2 separate regions of the Bicyclus anynana genome follow, and region 1 is linked to region 2. A link is a contact called in public Hi-C data. All regions are on one chromosome and are shown on one strand. The core of a region is the stretch at or near the end of the contact, and the rest is flanking DNA. Distances in the headings are between cores, read along the strand shown. Region 1 holds the start of LOC112044254 (peptide chain release factor 1). Region 2 has its middle 11 kb from the start of LOC112053827.

Region 1 (4,136 bases), core at 1,637-4,136, 170 kb before region 2:
ATATTAACCATAAATTATTTTTTAAAAGATAATTATGACTAATTCCTGTTTGCGCCCTTTCAACTTTCTATGCTACAGCCTTTCTTTATGAATACTGTTTACCAACAAACAAATTAAAAATGAGGGTATAAATCACTAGTAATTTCAAACCTAATAATAATTAATTAACTTGTTCTAAAATAATGAAAATAAATTTGATTAATAAGCTTAGAACAATTAGATATGGTTAATTTTTTATATAACTTTTTATAAACAAACCATACATAATTTAAAATAAATAAGTTATGAAATTACATGCGTTTTCTACCTTCATTTCTAATTTCTTTGTTGGTAAACAGTACTCATTAAGAAAGACTGTAGTATAGATAGTTTGGTTGCCGATGAATTTATTATAGCTCATTATTTACAGCTTAGGTTGCCTGGCTCAGTGCAGGACATTACAAGATGTGTTACTTGAAAGTATGATATGCAGTTAAAGATAATTGTTTACTACATAAGGTCAATCTGCTTTATGCCATTATCTATTACTATAAAAACAACATACCTGTGATTTCCTTTCACTGTTAATTTTGGAAGACTGTTCATCTATTTGCTTCTGTAGCAGCAGTGTTCTTAACTTCTGTAAAGCAATCTCTTTGTTCTTGATCTGTGATCTACCCTCCTGGCACTCTACCGTTGTACCTATAAGTATGATAACATTTTTTCTGAGTTTAATTTTAACACGAGTTTTCCCAGGTTCATAGTAGAGCTCGGGTAGGATAACGAAATTACAATTTTTGAATTAGCTTAGGTCTGGTTTGGAAACTAAGACAATTTCTTAAAATTCTAAGTATTGACTGTGCAGATGCTAGGTAAGTCATGTGATTGAGAGAGACCCCAAATAAATCCCAAAACTTGAGTGAAAGTTTGAAAGGCCTCTTGAAGATGTGCCCCTGTTCCGCCAAATTAAGGGTCAAACAGTTAAGGGTATACTGTAAATAAATTATATCATCCAGAAAACCTAGCATCTACTAATGATATACATATCTCATGAAAAAAGAGAAATGGAAAAAATGTCAACCAATGGCAGCTGTGTTGTCCCAGTCCTATCTATTTCATACCAATGAAACAAAAGTGATAAGTGATATTAATTTATTACAAAATTATATATCACACGTCACAAACAGCGAAGGAATAACATGGTGAGAAAATCTAGATAACAGAGAATTTTCTCAATTCTTTTTGTTTGTAAAGTCTGCCAATCAGCATTGGGACTATTAAACCTAGCCCCTCTCATTCTCAGACAGGACTGGTGCTCAAAAGTATGCCGAATATATGGGTTTAGATAGTTACCAAATTAGCATATAACCCAGTATCTCAGACTTCCCAGTGTCAAGTCAATATAAATTGTATTTACATAGTGTGAAAAATAAATTAATCAATCAATAAAAAAATTACTTGCCAGTATTTAATGCCAAACTTTCATTTGAGCCCATGACATAATTAATATCACTGGCTTGGAACTGCCTTCAAAGTGATCAGAAGGTAGCACAATACAATGTTATTTTTAGCTTTTCATTAGATTACCTGTTGGTATGTGGGTGATGCGCACAGCACTGTCTGTGGTATTAACATGCTGGCCCCCTGCTCCACTGGCTCTTTTGGTCTCAATGCTCAGGTCTCGGTCAGGTATGTCCAGCTCTAGGTCACTGGGCTGCGGAAGCACAGCCACAGAGATGGTACTCGTGTGAATGCGGCCCCCCTTCTCAGTCACGGGTATTCTTTGGACTCTATGGACACCGGCTTCCATTTTCATTAGTTCCGGTGCACCTGCATAGTAAAGGTGAATCTAATATAAGTACAAAAATCTTGTTAGAGTGATTGTGGTTGCACTCCTTCAAAACAGCTTGACCATTGCAATATTTGACAAGTATGACAACATATTGTACGATACCTTTTAGCTTTACCTCCAACCCAATTTTTAATTCCAATTTTACAATTAAGTAAATTCTGAGGCCCATGGTTGGTGCTATAGAAAATGTTACATGTTTTCCCTATTTATATTTAAAAATGGCAGTCTGTGAGCCTGTGAAATATCGCCATCCTATGTGCTATCTTATATAGTCCTACCAGTTATTATATAAAATAGATTATCACAGATGTGCATTATAGATCACAGATCATACTGTTGATAAAATAGCCCTTACCATAACCCTTTATCAGCAAAGACACCTTCCTTATGCCACCAAGATCAGATTTCTCCAAAGATGCAATATCTACCTCCCACTCTTTATATTCACAATACGATTTATACATATCTAGGAGTTCTCTCGCAAAGAGCATAGCTTCCTGGCCACCAGCGCCCGCTGTTACCTCAACTAAAACACCTCCGTCAGTTAAGAATGGGTCCAAAACTATTGACTGTAATTCACCATCAACTTCTTTCATGCGTTTTAAGTATATTTCCGCTTCCTCTTTGATCATTTTCTTTATTTCTTCGTCCTGTCCTTCACGTTTGTTCAACTCCTTGAGTGAATCTATACTGTCGTAAAGACTGATACGTTGTTCCAAAGCTAGCACTATGGGTTTTATTTCTTGGAGTCGTCTCGCTTCGTCGATGTTCCTGCGAGGTTTTGTTTCTAAAGTAGCATGTTCCAGCATTAAATGGTTTAAATACCTTTGCACGGCCGGGTCAGACAAGTTTACAGTGTTTTGGGCCGAATATCGACGGAGAATTAGATTTTCTAACTTGCATATTGATCGTATAAATGTAAATCTTGGTAAAGACATGTTTTAAGTAGAATATTATATTAATTATGGATATATTTTATTAATTTCGAAATCTCAGTAAAAAACAAAAATGCAAAATATTATTTTCGAATTTCATAACAGAGAACAGACCATAGAATACAATTTGGAACAGACGGCTAAAAATTTTTTATTTTCATGTCAAAGTCAAAGTCAATCGTCAACTTTGAAAGAAATAAGTTTAAACTAACAGATATCTACGCCATCTATTAGTGAGTAGTAATAGTAAGTTTTGCGTAAGGCGACATCTAGTAGTGAATAATATAACTTCTTCGTTTTAGTATCTTTAATAACATATAGATGGCGTAACTAAAAAGTTATAAGCACGATAAAAACGTATAGAGGCGGATTTATAGTTCAAAAGGTAATCACAGAATACATTACAATTATTCTTGTAATGTTGTTTGCTTCTTTGCTAGGGATATTGAATTTAATAGAGTAATTCGATAACCTTTATTTGCATTGCATACAATGCATTAATGACAAGTTATTTGTGTGTGGAAATTATTTATGGAAAAATATTTATAATGGCAAATTATGGCATTTCTTACAACGTTCATCCAACTGGTCGTGTACTGAAAAGTCAATGAATAGTAAATGCTTCTAAACAAAACCAACTGTATTGTTGTAATATACAAACATAAAGGGACCGTATCTACATATCTATTGTTACAGACCGTATCTATAACAATATATCGTATACCCAACTAATTATACGTACCTACCTATCTACAAATAATACCTACAAAATGAAAAATTCAGTCTCGTATAAGTCCTTATGGTGAGACTACATTTTTGCGTCTATGTGGATGCTACTGTTAGGTAGGTTGTTGTGGTTCCAGGTTGTGATTTGCGGCAGCCTGGTATGGTGACGGTGAGTCCTGTACACCAGGACACGATCTCTAGACTCAAGATTCATAGACTAATCATTAAATAAGGTAGTTTCCACCTAAACATTTCGTTTTAATGAAATTGTTAGGAGGAACAAAGGTAGGTGCAAGTAGGGTAGGATTACAAAGGCTTCCCCACAGACCGCAAGGACGTAGGTCATCTTCTTTTGGCATGTTATTAGATCTTAATAGCGAACAGGTGGACAGCTATTGTTGGCGTTCAGACCACATCGTTTCCTGCCGTTTTGTATGAAATTAAAGGCAAATGAGGCTTAACACCTATGCTATAGGTTGAGGGGCGCAGAACCGCGCATTGTAATATAATTTTTATGAAAGGCACAATAGTCTACAAACCTCAAATGTCCTGCATACTCTGTCTGTTAGGCACGTATTGGTTACCTACCTATAAAGGCTAAGTCAAAGTTAAATTTAATTTAGTCTTAGTTCACAAGCACTTTT
Region 2 (4,274 bases), core at 507-3,006:
TGGTCGCTAACTGGCTCTGGTCGAGTAAGGGGCTAAATTTTAAAATTGTTTGCCTACAAACTTCTTTTTATTACGAATATATAATAATTTATTTATTTTGCTATTATCCGCGAAAAGCCGACGTATCCATGCGACAACGTCACTCAGGTCCAACAAAATACTCTCTACGTACGTTTCAGCCCGAAACCGGAGCATCCTCAGGAGATATTGACTCTACAACGAGAGCTGAGATGTTGCAATTGCAATGCAATGCAATTGCAACATCTCAGCATAGGTTCGTCGGCTTTTTGCGGATAATAGCAAAATAAATTAATTATTATATATTCATAATGAACTTCCGCAAAGTAACGCCTGCTTCTATCCAATCTTTTTATTACCTTACCTATAGTTAGGTAACTATAAATCTATATTAATATTATCTATACTTAATATTATAAAGCTGAAGAGTTTGTTTGTTTGTTTGTTTGTTTGATTGAACGCGCTAATCTCAGGAACCACTGGTCCGATTTGAAAAATTCTTTCAGTGTTAGATAGCCCATTTATCGAGGAAGGTTATAGGCTATATATTATCCCCATATTCTTACGGGAACGTGAACCACGCGGGTGAAACCGCGCGGCGTCAGCTAGTTAACAATAAACTTTGAGAGCTTCAGGTTTCATGAAAGTAAAAGAATTATTTATTTTAAATGTGTCTACCAACCTTCATATCTAACCTTACCAGAGTTGGATAGATGGTGGTTTTATGTGAAGTTTTGTTATAAAAAAGAAATATAAAATAATGCAACACCTGCTGACGTTTTACGATTAACAGGAACGGAAACACCTATCGTTTTAAAACTTCATGAATTTGATAATTCATTAGACACTAGACAGCGCTGCATGCTCTTTTTATTTAAAGAGTATGTAGCATTATGCTGAGTTGGGGCCCTTTATTGGGTTATGCCACACATCGCAGGATATTGTCCTGACATATTATATAATATGACAATATTATATGATAAAAAGAGCAAATTGCGTTGTGTGGCATGAAGTTTTTCCGGGCCCACCCTACCCTAGAATAGTCCAGTGCCCACCCTAGGATACTGGTCTACCAATTTGAAATTCTATGATGGACGCCGAAGTACCTACCTACTAATAATTTTACACAAATACGTACGCATGAGCCTCGTTACAGCCTATATATATTGGGGATGATGACTAGCTTGAATATATTTATTTTTATGAGACAAGCAAAGATTGACTGGATATTTGCAAAATAAATAAGATTAGGTATAAAATTTCAAAATGTAGGTACTAATCAATATGTGGACTATAAACATAAACGCACAAATAACAAAGATATTTGTAATTTTGTTTGATACGAATCTAACGATCAGCGAGTCAATGACGTCATTAATTCGTGTAATTTGGTATGGGGCGTTTTTCAGGGATGCCGATAATATGACCTTTTAAATCTCTGTAGGTCCGAAAGTACCTACCTACCTCGCAGGATCGCAGATATCCTGTTACTTAATTAAAAAAATGCTTTATTAATAGCATACTCCTACTTTAGATACCTACAATTTAAAATAATATAAAAAATATGGTATGTTTTTTTTTAGTTTTACTTGAATTGTCATGTTTTGTTTTGGCAGAGAATCGCGCGATCGCACAGATTCAAAATGAATTCGATCGCAACGGCGGCAGGCGTGGCGGACGGAGGGCGGTGCGAGACCCCGCCCTGCGCCGCAAAGAGCGCGGTTCGCAGTGTTGCCAACTCTGTGGAATTTCCACTACTTCTGGTGAATTGGACTTTTATCCGGTTGAACAATCTGGCCCTATTTGTAAAAAAATGCGTACAACAACCAAACTAGATTTAAATTATCACGAGAAATCCCACTTGTAATTTTATGCATTTTTTTTAAGTGATAACTTCATATGGAAGCATAAACTGTATGGTAACGTACCTAACTCGTTACAGCCGTAGTTGGCACATTTGACACTTGCACTTGACACAACGAACTTCGGACTGATTTTACGACCACAGACGATTTTGAAAGTTTCTATATTTTTGCAGTCAAAATTTTCTTCACATATCTTCGAGGATTCTTAATTAAATTCTATAATTGATTAGATTCAATTAATAAAAGATTACTCAAGTTATTACTAATTCTGGTGAGCGTCCCGGGGTTTTTTTAGGTTTGTTTTTTTTTTTACTTCAATTATTGGGTTCAGTATTTTACAGGAGTTAAGTTGGATGTTTATGTTATAAGAACGTATTCTATTCATTCATCTTCGTCACTGTTGGTACCGGTTTAGAACGCGAAGGAAAACGCTGCAATAGTCAACTACTTACATACCTAATACTAAATAGTGTAGGAGTGCGTATTAAGTAGGTACAAAAAATTGGAACAAAATTGATTGACAATAACAGAAATCGTCTAAGAATCCAATTCTTCTGAAATGATTAACTGGTGATTTTTTTATTATTTTATAATGTTAAAATTAAATTATGTTTAATTTGTACCTAATGGTTTTTTGGTTGTTAACGATCCACAATTGGTGGATTCGTTAAAATAAAGCTAGCAACACCCCGCCCGGTGTCCCGGCTAATAATATGATAACGAGCCACTCGCGGCGAAAACCGCATCTCTGCTCACGTACATATCATTACCGATATGATTGACTATGCTATGCTCTTGCCTCTTGTTAGTTTTATACCTAAGTACCGGCCGAGCTGCGTTTGTTAAATAGACTTACCTAGTTTGTACCTACGTATGTTGTTTATAAGTATTAACAAGTGGTTTTTCGTTTTTGTTATTACTAAATCTTATTCTACAATTTTTGATTCACAAACAAGAAACAAAAATAGATGGAGCAGAAAGAAATAACGATAAGCTTTATATAACGGGCAGCGCCATCTAGCGTCAAGTAGCGGATTAAGATATTTTATTTTAAAAGTTAAAACACATTTGCGCTAATTTTAAAATGGAACATTTAGGTGTTCGAGCCTTCAGCTTGATCCACTTACGAGATTACCCTCCAAATTTTGCCCGTTTGCAGTGTTCCTACCCTACATTTCATTGGATAAATGAGGTTTTGACATAACATCACGCCGTCATCTGCCGGCATGTCGCTTGACAGTTGTCAATGTCAATCAGTACGTCTTCAAATTTTGTTAAGTGAGCAGTGTTAAATGTGAATATTAATAAATAGTGATAGTGCACAGTGAAACTTGTTGGAGATATTTTTGTCAACGGTCTAGTTAGATGAGAGATTATTCTCAATTCTAAGCGAATACCCGCTCTCCGGACGGTAGACTCGCTGGATAGACCTAGTTACCAAATGCAGACAGTAACGAAAAAATCGTAGCCATCTTGTACGGCCGATGTGTATTGTTCGCTGTCGAGTGTCCACGTGACTCCCGACAAGCTTTTTCATCTTAGCGAATGCCCGCTCTTCGGACGGCAGACTTGCTATGTAGATCTATACTGAATGAGAGTTTTTCTCTTTTTCATCTTAGCGAATGCCCGCTCTTCGGACGGCAGACTCGCTGTATAGTCCTACTGAATGATGAGCATGATGAGCAGATGACGTCCCGCCTGGGACGTCGGCTGAGACGTCGGCCGAGACGTCGGCTGCTCAGACGTCGGCTGAGATGTCAGCCGAGACGTCGGCTGCTCAGACGTCAGCTGAGACGTCGGCTGCTCAGACGTCGGCTGAGACGTCAGCCGAGATGTCGGCTGAGGCGTCGGCTGAGACGTCGGCTGTTCAGACGTCGGCTGAGACGTCGGCCGCTCAGACGTCGGCTGAGACGTCGGCCGCTCAGACGTCGGCTGAGACGTCGGCCGAGACGTCGGCTGATCAGACGTCGGCTGAGACGTCGGCTGCTCAGACTTCGGCTGAGATGTCGGTTGAGATGTCGGCTGTACAGATGTCGGCCGCACAGACGTCGGCTGCTCAGACGTTGGCTGAGGTGTCGTTTAATGGGACGTCATCTGAGATGCTGGCTGACGTGTCGTCTGAGATGTCGGCTGATTCGCTGACTGAGACGTTGTCTAAAATATCGGCTGACGCGTCGTCTGGGATGTTGGCCAACGCGTCGCCTGGAATGTCGGCTGCACGGCTGATTTGCTAACTAAGACGTCATCTGAGTTGTCCGTCGATGCTTTGGCTGAGACGGCCGGCGTATACGATGCCTATTTGTCAGCTATTTGCTATTTGCTTGTCCTTTAAGGGACCTCTGACAGCTGCCTTGTTGGCTGCGCGCCTGAAGTCTAAGGCGCGTATTTGAG

The links. A called contact is a pair of places that touch in the nucleus more often than the background predicts.
Region 1: a contact with region 2 is called in a Hi-C map of whole body, with 5 times the contacts expected there. The contact joins the promoter of LOC112044254 here to the enhancer-like site in region 2. A contact is called at or near these places in 2 of 2 Hi-C or Micro-C datasets (whole body and whole larva).

What each region holds. Positions count from the first base shown.
Region 1 is chr1:14,891,352-14,895,487 of ilBicAnyn1.1, reverse strand. LOC112044254 (peptide chain release factor 1) reads right to left here and starts at 2,886. Exons shown (of 4, transcript XM_024080047.2): 1 at 2,187-2,886; 2 at 1,567-1,809; 3 at 545-681. The coding sequence starts at 2,769.
Region 2 is chr1:14,723,918-14,728,191 of ilBicAnyn1.1, reverse strand. No RefSeq gene overlaps it. Among protein-coding and RNA genes, the nearest start is that of LOC112053827, 11 kb to the right of the region's middle. Within about 2 kb of position 1,756, at least 6 of the 8 cell types and tissues checked have open chromatin away from gene starts, as enhancers often do.